Linked DNA regions of Gossypium hirsutum: regions 2 and 3 are each linked to region 1. A link is a contact called in public Hi-C data. All regions are on one chromosome and are shown on one strand. The core of a region is the stretch at or near the end of the contact, and the rest is flanking DNA. Distances in the headings are between cores, read along the strand shown. Region 1 holds the start of LOC107932931 (galacturonosyltransferase 8). Region 2 holds the start of LOC121232161 (chloroplast envelope quinone oxidoreductase homolog). Region 3 holds the start of LOC107954054 (dimethylnonatriene synthase).

Region 1 (4,043 bases), core at 889-3,388:
TAATAAATTAATAACATTATTAAAATAATAATATTAAATAATTATTAAACTTAATAAATTTTTTTCTTTTCTCTCTTTGCAGGTGGCATGGGAGGGTGCAGGGCCGGGCGGTGGGGGACAGGGACACGTGGCAGGCTGTAGGGCAGTCGCGCCCCTGCAGCAGGCGCGAATGGTCGCGCCTCCGGGTCTAGCTCGACCCGGTTTTGACCCGATTAGATTTTAAAAATTTAAAAATTATTAAAATATAATAAAATAATAATATTAAAAAATATATATTATTAAAAAAATGGTCGCGCCAATCAGGTAGGCTCGACTCAAAAAAATAACCCATTTTCGTAAATAATGTATCTGACACCTTATTTTAGTGTTTTAAATTTTTTTTAACCCAATTGGGTAAAAAACCCGTGAATGCAAATCTAAAACAGCTTCTACACAATTGGACTACACTATTATTATGTTTGATGATTTCTTTCTTCTTCATTTTTTAAACAAATTAGTATTTAATTAAAGTCTCACAATATATGCATTTTCCACTAGACCAGTTCTTCTTTTTTTATAAATTCAAGTTGTTCTTAATTTTCAAAAATATGTGGTTTCTCAAATTTGACTATCATCTTTAATTAATATAGTATACATACATTTTTGCCATCAAATGTACTATTATCTATATTTATACTATTATTAAAATTATTATTTGAATTGATATTACAAATTCATCTGTTAGCAATTTAGTTATGAACAGATTAAAAAGCTATTTATTTTATGAAGTAAATTATATTATTACGATGATATTTTTTTAATATTTTTTTATATAAAATTAATAAAAAAATTATATATGATAAAAAATAATATAATTTTTAAAATTTAAAATTTTCAATTTCAATCCATTTGATTCTTATATATATTTAATAATATATTTTTTAAACCAAAATATAATAATTTACTTTTAGTATATATTAATATTGCAATATAATATTTAGTGAAACGTTTGGTTTTGTTTGGTTAGGCAAGATCTGTTAGTAGCAAATTGGGTTTTCAATGGTTTATTTATTTATAAATTACAATAAATGTTATATCTTACAAAGGGAAAGACATTTGATTTGTTGTTTATAAATTGTTTTTTTCTATGGGTTTATTTATTTATAAATTATAATCCACAATGTTACAAACAAACATGTCCAAAAATGTAATTATGTTTGAAACATACTTACTTTGTCATTTAATGAAGTTGCTTTGTCTCAAAGATTTTGATTTTTAATGTCAAAATCCAACTCTTCCAAGTTAAATATTAATAATACACTCTCATTCACAACTAATCCCACAATCTCATTCATAGAAAAAAGGAAAAAGGTTAAATTTTGGATTTAGTCCCTCTATCATTTTTAAATATTAAATTTAATTTTTATATTCTAATTTCACATAATTTAATTCTTTAACTAATTCAAATATTTAATGCTGTTAATTATTTTGATTAAAATATTGATATGAATTTTTTTTAAAAATATTATTGCTAACAAAATAAAATCATAGGGACAACCATATTAAAGATTAATACGATATAAAATGAATGAATATTTTATTTCTTTAAATGTCTACAAAATTTCATATTTAGATATGAAATACAATCAAAATTTCATATATATATATAATTACAACATATCGTAATTTGTATATTAAATTAAAATTTATTTTATATTTTAATGAGGATAGTTACGAATGTGATAGATGATGAAATTATGCCTAATTTGACCGAAACCAAATCAATAGTCTTCTACCACAACACATGCCTATGGATTTATTGCTCCAATATTTGGTGCCCATGGTGTGGGCCATGATAATAAAAAAGAGAAGAAGTAAAGTAATTTTTAGTTGTTTATGTTTAATAATATTTTTAAAAATTGATCTTTGAATTTTTTATTAATCTCGACTTTCTTATTTCAATTATTAAATTTATGTTTAGTTAAAGTGTGAATACATGTTATATTGAAATTGTATCAGATCATTTTATGAATTTTTAAAAAGATTATATAAATTCTAAAAAAAATTTAAAAATTTAAAAATTATTTAAATAATGATGTGACATAATTTTAAAATGTCATGTTATTATAAATCTAAAACCATGAATCAAAATAAAAATACTGTTAAATTTAAAGATTAACTTGAAAAAAATTCAGGACCAAGGCAGCAAATATTGTTAAGGTTCGGGACTAAATGTTACCAAGATAAAATGGGAGCGTTCACACAGGATCCCGCGTTGCCGCCAAATTCCAAGTGGCACCCAGCTAGCTTACCTTTTCACCGACAATAACGGAATCAAAGCCGTTGATCTCCGTAAACCAACACCCCTTATCATAATCTCTCTAACATCAGAAAGCGAAAGTCCCCGAAGCTTAGAACCCAAAATCCAACAAAAACAAAAATCAGTGAGTGAAGAGATAGTGGCGCTTGTGTTTTGGCATCATCTTTCCGTTGTTTTAAATCGTTTGATGCGTCGGTGATAGATCGGAAAGATGGCGATTCATCGTACAGCAAGAAACAGCGGCAGCGGCGTCGGAGTAGCAGGGGCGACGATTGGAGGTTTTGGATTTACAGTTAGATTATTGGCTTCTGCAATTACGGTTGCAATCTGTTTCTTCTTTGCTCTTTCTTTCTTCTTCACTTACCACTCTCTGTCTCCTCATCTTCAAACAAACCTTGTAAGTTCTAACTAACTTTCTCTTTATTTTAACTGAAAATTAAATTAAACTCTTTTTTCGACTCATTTTTGTTTTTTAAAGACGAATTAAAGAAGGAAAGTATACGGTGATTGATGGAACGGTTTCGTTTCTTTTGTGTTTTCTAGGGTTTCTCAACTGATTCCTATGGAATCGGATCCACGAGGAGGTCCGTTTTGGCACTTAAATCGGATCCGCTCAAGCCTCGACTGGATCAGATCCGGAAACAAGCCGGCGATCACCGTTCTCTTGTCCTCGCTTACGCGTCTTACGCTCGGAAATTGAAGCTTGAAAACTCGAAGCTCGTTAGGGTTTTCGCCGATCTATCCCGGAATTACTCGGATCTCATTAACAAACCATCTTATCGGGCTCTGTTTGAAACTGATTCACTGTCCATCGATGAGTCGGTGCTCCGGCAATTCGAGAAAGAAGTGAAAGAGCGAATAAAGGCTACGCGCCAAATGATTTCGGAAGCCAAGGAATCTTTTGATAACCAACTCAAGATCCAGAAATTAAAAGATACGATCTTCGCTGTCAACGAGCAGCTGACAAAAGCGAAAAAGCAAGGTGCGTTTTCCAGCCTCATCGCGGCCAAATCGATCCCTAAAAGCTTACATTGTTTGGCAATGAGGTTGATGGAGGAACGTATTGCACATCCAGAGAAGTATACCGATGAAGGGAAGCCAACTCCTCCTGAGTTTGAGGACCCTAAGCTTTATCATTATGCGATTTTTTCGGATAACGTACTTGCAGCATCAGTGGTGGTGAATTCAGCCACGAAGAATGCGAAAGAGCCCTGGAAACACGTTTTCCATGTAGTGACTGATAAGATGAATCTTGGAGCAATGCAGGTTATGTTCAAATTGAAAGATTACAATGGAGCACACATTGAAGTTAAAGCAGTTGAGGATTATAAGTTTTTGAATTCATCTTATGTCCCAGTGTTGAGACAGTTAGAATCCGCGAATTTGCAGAAGTTTTACTTCGAGAACACGCTCGAAAATGCCACAAAAGATACTACTAACATGAAGTTTAGGAACCCAAAGTATTTGTCAATTTTGAATCACTTGAGGTTTTATTTACCAGAGATGTATCCCACATTGCATAGGATTCTGTTTTTGGACGATGATATTGTTGTGCAAAAGGATTTGACAGGGTTGTGGAAGATTGATATGGATGGGAAAGTGAATGGGGCGGTGGAGACTTGCTTTGGGTCTTTCCATAGGTACGCGCAGTATATGAATTTCTCGCATCCTTTGATCAAACAGAAGTTTAATCCCAAGGCGTGTGCTTGGGCTTATGGGATGAATTTCTTCGATTTGGACGCTT
Region 2 (4,043 bases), core at 615-3,114, 220 kb after region 1:
CTGCCAACCAGCTTATTATTATGTTGGTTAATTATAGAAAAAGGATATGCCTTAACAAATAGACAAATTCTGTCCTTTAATGATAACTTGAGTTAAATAGACACATTCTTTTCCCATCAATAGTTACCACTAAAGCAAACTCCACAATGTAAATCGACGCAAATTAGATTACAAGTTGAATAATCCGGCAGATACTAAGTAAATTTTTCAGAAAGCCCTGCTAGGGAATTCAACATAGTAATACAACAAAAACAGATTGTGAAGACTCACGTAACTTGAGATATACTTAACAATAGTGTTTTAGAAATCAGGCCACTCGTTCGCTGGTTTGATGAATTCGATTGGTTCAATTAAAAAAAAAACTAAAAAACTCAAAATACTCGGTTCAACTGGTTTTTTAATCTGTTGAACCGGCCAGTACTGGTTCTCAATCCAAACTAGTTCAAAGTCATTCTCTAAACTGATACCTCGACTAGTTCCCAATCCAACCGTCGGTTCAACTGGTCCGTATCTATTCAAAGTCATTCTCCGGATCAATACCTTGGCCTATTCCTAGTCTAACTGGCCAGTCTGATCCGGTTCAAACATCATTGACAAAAAAAATTCTCAAGAAAATTTCAAGACAGAAAAAGTGAAAAGAACAAAATATATAAACTACCAGGTATGCAGGGGAATTTTCTAGGTAAAAATGGACGAAGCACCCCTTCCTGTATTTTCCAGTCAACTGGGTTTAGACTAATTGCGTCCAGTTTAAGCAATATTTCATCTTTATTTGGAGTGGGTATTGGAACTTCAACATGCTGTAACAAGCACAAAAAATTCAAAGCTGTTATGACATCAAGTCACTGGTAAATTTTCTTTTCAAGTTTATATCAAGCAGGTCCATATAAAAAATTTCTTTTGTTTTAATTGTTTGTTTTTGGTGGTTTAGTGTTGCTGTGGGTGGAGTTTTCCAAACAACCAATTTTGTCTTGTTTTGTGGTATTAATAAAGCATGCCGATTAAATTTTAAAAAAAAAATAAAAAGAGTATCAACCTATCAACCTCTCGGTCTCAGATCTCTTCCAAGAGCAAATCCTTATTTACTTCCGTTCCAGAATGTGCTTTCAATCACAATTTTTTAACTAATAGAATTTTGAATCCGACGATAAAATCAGTTAACACTTAACTTCACTATCAAGTCCTAGCCCATAAGTCACAGATCTTTTTTGGAATTTTTAATTCCAAAAGAGCAAATACTTAATTTACTTCAATTCCTGAAAATTCCAGCATCCTAGTGCATCGGAGTACTCATTCAAATTATCTATATGCTTTCAATCACAAATTTAACAAATAAAATTTTGAATCCGACGATAAAATCGGTCAACACTTAACTTCTCCATCAAGTCAACCTCACAATCTCATATCCTTGTCGTGAAATTTTAATTCCGAATAGCAAATTCCCTATAGTTCATTTCCGTTCCAGAAAATTCCAATTCCTTAATAACTCACGGCACTCATTGAAATCATATTCATGCTTTCTTCAATCACAAGTTAAACTAATAGAATTTTGAATCCGAAGAGCAAACTTAGATCAATATAAACACTAGATTAACAACCTTAATTGAAGTCTCCACTAAAAAAAGGAACTAAACTTATATGATAAAACAGTAAGAAAAAAGTAAAAGCAAGCAAAATGGATCATCATAATGAAGTAGATTTTTACCTTCAAAGCAGCAGCGCCTCCGCCATAGCTGTTATATTGTAAAGCATGCATAAGAGTTTCAGCCATTTCTTTCACTAAAAGAGATCAATCGAAGCTTTTTTTTATAAGAAAAAATGAAGTTCAAAGAATGTCGTATGGATGCCGTAGGAGCGAATTGTATTGTTAACCGCTAGCCATAACAATATAAACAAATGGGGACCACATTGTTAATTTGACGGATATACCCTGGATGATTTTGCAAGAAATCTCTTGAAATGTTGAATTTGGTAGCTGCTAAAGTTGTATTATTTATTTCATATTTAAAAAATATTTATCTATTATCATATTTAAATGTTTATTATCATATTTAAGTCTTTTATTAAATTAATATCATTTTCAATTGAGTCACAACTCAATAATGAATTTATTAAAAACTTCTTATTTTTTTAGATAAAAAAATGGAAGCAATTATAAAATTATTCCAATACCATCACACATAAGCCGAACATTCAATCGTAATTGCTCCACGACCACTGTCGAAGTCTCCGTAAACGCTATCAGACCATAAGGGAAAGCTCTCATCATCCTAACTAGTGTAAGCACAGCTACATTGGCTTTTTTAAGAGTTTGTTGTATGATCACCTACCATTATCTCCTACATAACTCCTGGATTCTCAAGACCAAATCCCTGTTCAAATGCCCAGAAGATTTATCTAAAATGGCTTCCACAGCTTGAGCGCAATTCTTATCGACAATAATATTAGCCCAATTAACACCCACGTCAGAAGGAGTCTATCGTAAATCGCCCAAAGCTCAACCTGCTCTACACTACAATTGTAAATATTTCAAAAACTTCTCATTTAAATCAATACTAAATATAATTTTAAAGGTAATTTTATCCTTTTACATATAAAATCTAAAAAATTAGATAGCCATGATAATGGGATTTAAACTCAAAACATTATGATTTTTAATCTTTTAACTTTATCACTTCATCCAAAACTATTTTTTGTTATTATATTTATTACATACATTTTTCACCCTTATGACGAAATCTAATAATTGTTAATAGATTAAATTTATTTATACTATTTATTATTGTACTATATATATAAAAGTTGTGTGTTTAGTTTTTTACTTTAACTTGTTTGATTTTGAATATTTATTTTTTAAAATTTTAACTAAATAATAATGGTTAAATTAAGTTATATTATTTTTAAAATTTTATGCGGTAAATATATTATGTCAATGTTAACTTACTATTTTAACATATCACTCTATTTTAACATATCACTCATAAAAATCAATTAATAGATTTAGTAATTATCATTTACGTCAAGACTAAAATTTCAAATTTTGAAAAACTAAGATTTACTAAATAAGAGAATATGGATAAATTTTACAACTTTAAACATAATATAAAATTAAAATAAAATTTAATTGAAATAAATTTAATTATTATCATAATAACTAAAACAAATCAATTCAAAAATTTTATAAATTAAATTATAAAAATTAAACTCATACCTGACGCATCCTACAAGTACAAATAAGTAAAATTTGACCAATAAATTATTATAGTCAAGGCTAAAAAAATCAGTTGAAATGATTAGTCAATGCATGAACTATGATGATAGATTTTTGATTGAATCGCATACATCAACCATAGATTGCATGATTCTTAATCATCAGTACAAACTGATGAGAAGGTAACAGATGTACAATATGTACTTAAACAATAATTATTCCATATATTATTTTTAAAAACTCTACAAAGATATAATTTTAACTGATGAATAATTTAATGTCACAAGATCAATTTAATTGACAACGATAAAAATCAAAATTAATGTGTTACAATAAAAAAAATAATTTAATCATTTTTAAATATTTTAGAACTAAATAAAATTGACAAAATTAAACTTTCAAATATTTTAATATCATAAATATTGATAAAGCAAAATTTTAATTTAAAAAAAATTGGAATATAAAAAAGTATACAAATACCAACAAGTATTAAATGTAATGATAAGAGACACGACACTATCAAAGAAATATTGCAAATTTAAACCTTGAAAATGATATTACAAGGAAAAATAACCATTAACTGGGAAATAAAAAACACAAGATGGTCCAACTTCCAACAACATTTCATTGTTCAAATTATCAACCAAGAAAAGCAAGGAGATGTAGGAGCCACATGAAAGCAGAGTTAAATTTGTGAATTCGAAGCTTACAACACGTTAAGAAAATTTTGCAATATATTAACCAAACATTCCATAAACATAAATTTCAAAGTGCAAAAAAATCATAATTATACAAACAAGCAATATGTCCTTCAAGCATCCCTGTAGTAAGT
Region 3 (4,043 bases), core at 940-3,439, 130 kb after region 1:
AAATTTAGGCCCATTTTCAGGTCGGGCCGAGCCCGAGCCTATCAAGTGGGCCTAGAATTTTGTTAGGGCCCAGCCCGACCCATGGATAGATTTAATCCTAGGTAAATAAATTATTAGTAAGTTTATGTTTTGACTACTCAACTTCAAAAAATTAAAAAATGTTCACAGAACTGTTTAAAAATTTAAGTACTAGGTTGTTAAAAAATCACTACTATGTGTCATTTTCTATTTCACTACCTACACCAATTGAAAACTCTCATTCTCTTTCTATTTTATACTTCAATTTTTTTCATGAAATAAATTTTAATGTTACGAATCTGCGAACCAAAGTCCTAATAATTTTCTTCTTTGATCACTTGCTGCTAAATTGACTTGGATCTAAAGTATGTTTTTCTCCTTGTTAATTAATAGGTATTGATCTACTGTACTAATTATCAAATCATCGTCTAGAGCTCGCTAGTCGGACTTTAAAAAAAAACTTAACATCCTTGTGACTTAAATTTTTTTTGAATATTTCAATAACTTAAACGAAAACTTTAGAATAATTTAATAACAATTTTATAACTTTTTTAAGATTGACTAACCAAAACATAAACTTACAAACAATTTAGTGACATTAGATATAATTTACTCAAATAAGTTAAAGTAAAACAAATTTGTAAAATCATGAGTTGAGTTTTAACTCAAATACTAATACCCATTTGGCTTGGTTTTCAATTTTATATTTTATGTTATCATATGAAAATTAAATGTATAATACTATAAAATAATAGTAACTATTCTATGCACTGCAAATAAAATAAAAATACTCAACAAACTGATTTAAGATATTGAATATGTTTTATGTAAAAATTTTAAAATAAAATAACAAAAAAAAGTATATGATAACATCTTAAATTCAGTTTTAATTTTATCTCAAAATAATTATCCAACATAAAGTTATTAAAAATATTTAAGTGGTTTCATAATTAAAAAATTAATAAAAAAATATAAATTAGTAAATATTTATTTTGGTACTCGCCATTATTGCTCCGTTATTCAAATACCTAATTAGGTCTTAACCTATAGTTTACAGGGTTCGCAAGTGAGGTGATTGCATTCTTCTATGAGATTGCACGATGTGGGTTCATACAACCACGAAAGCGAACTCTTACTTAGAAAATATGTAAACTTACTAATAATTTATAGTGATTAGGATGTAGTTTAAAAGATATAGTGTGGTGCAACCATTACCAATGTTGTCGCTTTGACAATGGTGTCGCGTGTATGGCCTGAAATTACAGTATCCTCGGGTAAGTGAGTTAACATCACGTCCATGAAATCACTTTCAGAGGCACCCTGGTTTTCCCTTTTCTTCTTAAGATGTTCTTCGAGCCAAACATTGATTATTGAGTCGAGTTCTTTGGCATTTTCCTTCATGGAACGAACATGGCCTTGAATATCGAATCGTTCGAGCCACTGCAGAGCATCCGGTAAAACGAATATCCCAAATAGATACAACGCTCGCTTAATGGCTTTCATGAACCGCCATGGCTCACTGTCTACTTCCCCGTAATCGTTACCGGAGAATCGTTTTCCGAAGAGCATCCTAAGGTTGATGTTAAACGTCAACCGTTCCAACGCCTCACTGATAGTCACTTTATCACCGTTTCGTGAAAGCCCGTACAACTCTTTGATGAACGAGTCCATTTCGGAGAACCGTATGTGCTTCAGCTTCTCCAAACGGTGGCTTGAAAGAAGCTCGACGGTGGCCATCTTACGGATGTTACGCCAATATTCACCATATGGGGCGAGCGAAAAGATAGCGTTGTCGTAACCCATGTACCGCCCGGCGACGATGTTGGCTCGAGTGGCTAAGGTTCGGTCATTGTTGGTGAAACAATCCTTGGCGATTTCCCAACTGCTTACCACTAAAATTCGGTGGGTTCCGAGTTTGAGTGAGTAGAGTGGGCCATGTTTGTCCGCCATTGTTGCTAGGTTCTTGCAGATTGGTTCTTTCCCACCTAAGAGATGGAGGTGACCGATGAGCGGCAATGAACCGGTCGGTTCAGGGATGCAATTTTTCTTGGAATTCTTGGGTGCTTTTCTCGAGAAAATGTATAGAAACAGCAACAAAGATGCAATCGATGGAATGTAAGTGTAAAGATCCATGGTGATTATGTGAGTATTGGCTTTCAAGTTTTAGAGCAAACGGCATTATTTATAGAAGAGGCTCCTACTACGAATTGGATTTTTTTTTTTTTTAAAGTTTACGGATACGGCAATTATCAAGGGTAAAATTGTGGAATAAAAATTAAAACTAAAATACCTTACATTAAATTGAGGCTTTTTTATAAAATTAACCTAAAAAATTTAATTAATTACATAAATGACTCATTTTTTTTATTAAACACATAAATTACTTCAAATTTATAGTGAAAATTGGTGGAGCCAAAGAGTTTGACACCACCAACATGCTACATTAGCAACTGGGGTAAAAAAATTTAATTTTTTTGTGGAGCCATGTTGAATGGTGTCATATATATAAATATTAGGAAAATATTGTAATTTTTAAAAAATGAAGGGACTTTAATAAAAAAATTTCATTTTTTGGTGGAGCCAAATAAATTGAGGCCACCAGTTCCCAATTTGATTTTTTTTAAGTTTTCTAAAATTTTAAATATATTAAAAAATTGTTAAGTATAATTAATTTTAAAAGTTTAATATATTTAAAATTTTAATGCACTTAATATATATTTTTAATAGGTAAAGACAAAAAAAATTCTAATATATTTAAAATTTTAAAAAACTTAAAAAAATTTAAATATATTAAAATTTTAAATATATTAAAAATATTAAGTATAACCAATTTAATATTTTAATATTTTTAATATATTTTTAAAAAATTAAATATATTAAAAAATATTAAGTATAACCAATTTTAAAATTTTAATATATTCAATATATTTTTTAAAAATATTTTTTAAAATTTTAATATATTTAATATATTTTTTAATAGATAAAGATAAAAAAATATTTTTTAATATATTTAAAATTTTAAAAAAATTAAAAAATTTAGTATAATAAATTTTAAAATTTTAATATATTTAAATATATTTAAAATTTATTAAAATTTTGAAATATATTAAAAAAATTTTAAGTATAAGCAAATTTAAATTTTTAAATTTTTAATATATTTTTTAATAGGTAAAGACAAAAAAAAAATTAGTATATTAAAAATTTTAGAAAACTTTTAAAAAATCACATTGGAACTGGTGGCCTCAATTTATTTGGCTCCACCTGAAAATGAAAATTTTTTATAAAAGTCCCTCCATTTTTTCAGAAATTATAGTATTTTCCTAATATTTATACAAGTAACATCATTCTACATGGCTCCACTAAAAAATTAATTTTTTATCCTAGTTGCTAATGTGACATGTTGGTGGTGCCAAACTCTTTGGCTCCACTTATTTTCACTGTAGATTTTAGGTCATTTGCATGTTTAATTAAAAAATAGTCATTTATGTAATTAATTAAATTTTTAGGTTAATTTTATAAAAAGTCTTAAATTAATTAACTAAATTTAAAGAAAAGAAATTACTTCAAAGGTTAAAATATATTATAATTTTTTTACTTTTAATAAATTTTTGTTTTTATATTTTTATTTTTATTTTTAAAAATTTAATCTATTCAACTTTTAGATTTCAAAATTTAATTCAACTTTTAGATTTCAAAATTTAAGTTTTATAATTAATATTCTTAAAACTATTTTGTTAAATTTAAGTTTATTATTATATATCTTTTTAGGTGCATAATTATTACGTGAGTATTATTTTATTTTAAAATATTACACCAATAAATTTAATAAAACAATTTTAACAGTATTAACAATTAGAATTAAATTTTAAAATCTGAAAAATAGAAAGACTAAAATCTTGAAAATAAAAGTATAATGATTAAATTTTAAATTTATAAAAAAAAAGTACTATAAAAGAAATTCTTCGTTTGGTGACGTTCATGGTTGGATCACGTCTAATTCTCAAATCCCCCACCACAAAAACTCA

What was found. Hi-C and Micro-C count contacts between places; a contact is called where the count stands out from the background.
Region 2: a contact with region 1 is called in a Hi-C map of leaf, with 1.9 times the contacts expected there. The contact joins the promoter of LOC121232161 here to the promoter of LOC107932931 in region 1. A contact is called at or near these places in 3 of 34 Hi-C or Micro-C datasets (all in leaf).
Region 3: a Hi-C map of leaf shows a contact between it and region 1, with 2.0 times the contacts expected there. The contact joins the promoter of LOC107954054 here to the promoter of LOC107932931 in region 1. A contact is called at or near these places in 4 of 34 Hi-C or Micro-C datasets (callus and leaf).

What each region holds. Positions count from the first base shown.
Region 1 is chrA07:15,741,587-15,745,629 of Gossypium_hirsutum_v2.1, reverse strand. LOC107932931 (galacturonosyltransferase 8) reads left to right here and starts at 2,138. Exons shown (of 3, transcript XM_016865053.2): 1 at 2,138-2,696; 2 at 2,843-4,043. The coding sequence starts at 2,511.
Region 2 is chrA07:15,526,146-15,530,188 of Gossypium_hirsutum_v2.1, reverse strand. It overlaps LOC121232161 (chloroplast envelope quinone oxidoreductase homolog), which reads right to left and starts at 1,864. Exons shown (of 4, transcript XM_041117642.1): 1 at 1,706-1,864; 2 at 659-800. The coding sequence starts at 1,771. It overlaps LOC107943455 (chloroplast envelope quinone oxidoreductase homolog), which reads right to left. Exons shown (of 4, transcript XM_041117641.1): 4 at 3,928-4,043.
Region 3 is chrA07:15,612,781-15,616,823 of Gossypium_hirsutum_v2.1, reverse strand. It overlaps LOC107954054 (dimethylnonatriene synthase), which reads right to left and starts at 2,189. Exons shown (of 2, transcript XM_041117645.1): 1 at 1,234-2,189. The coding sequence starts at 2,151.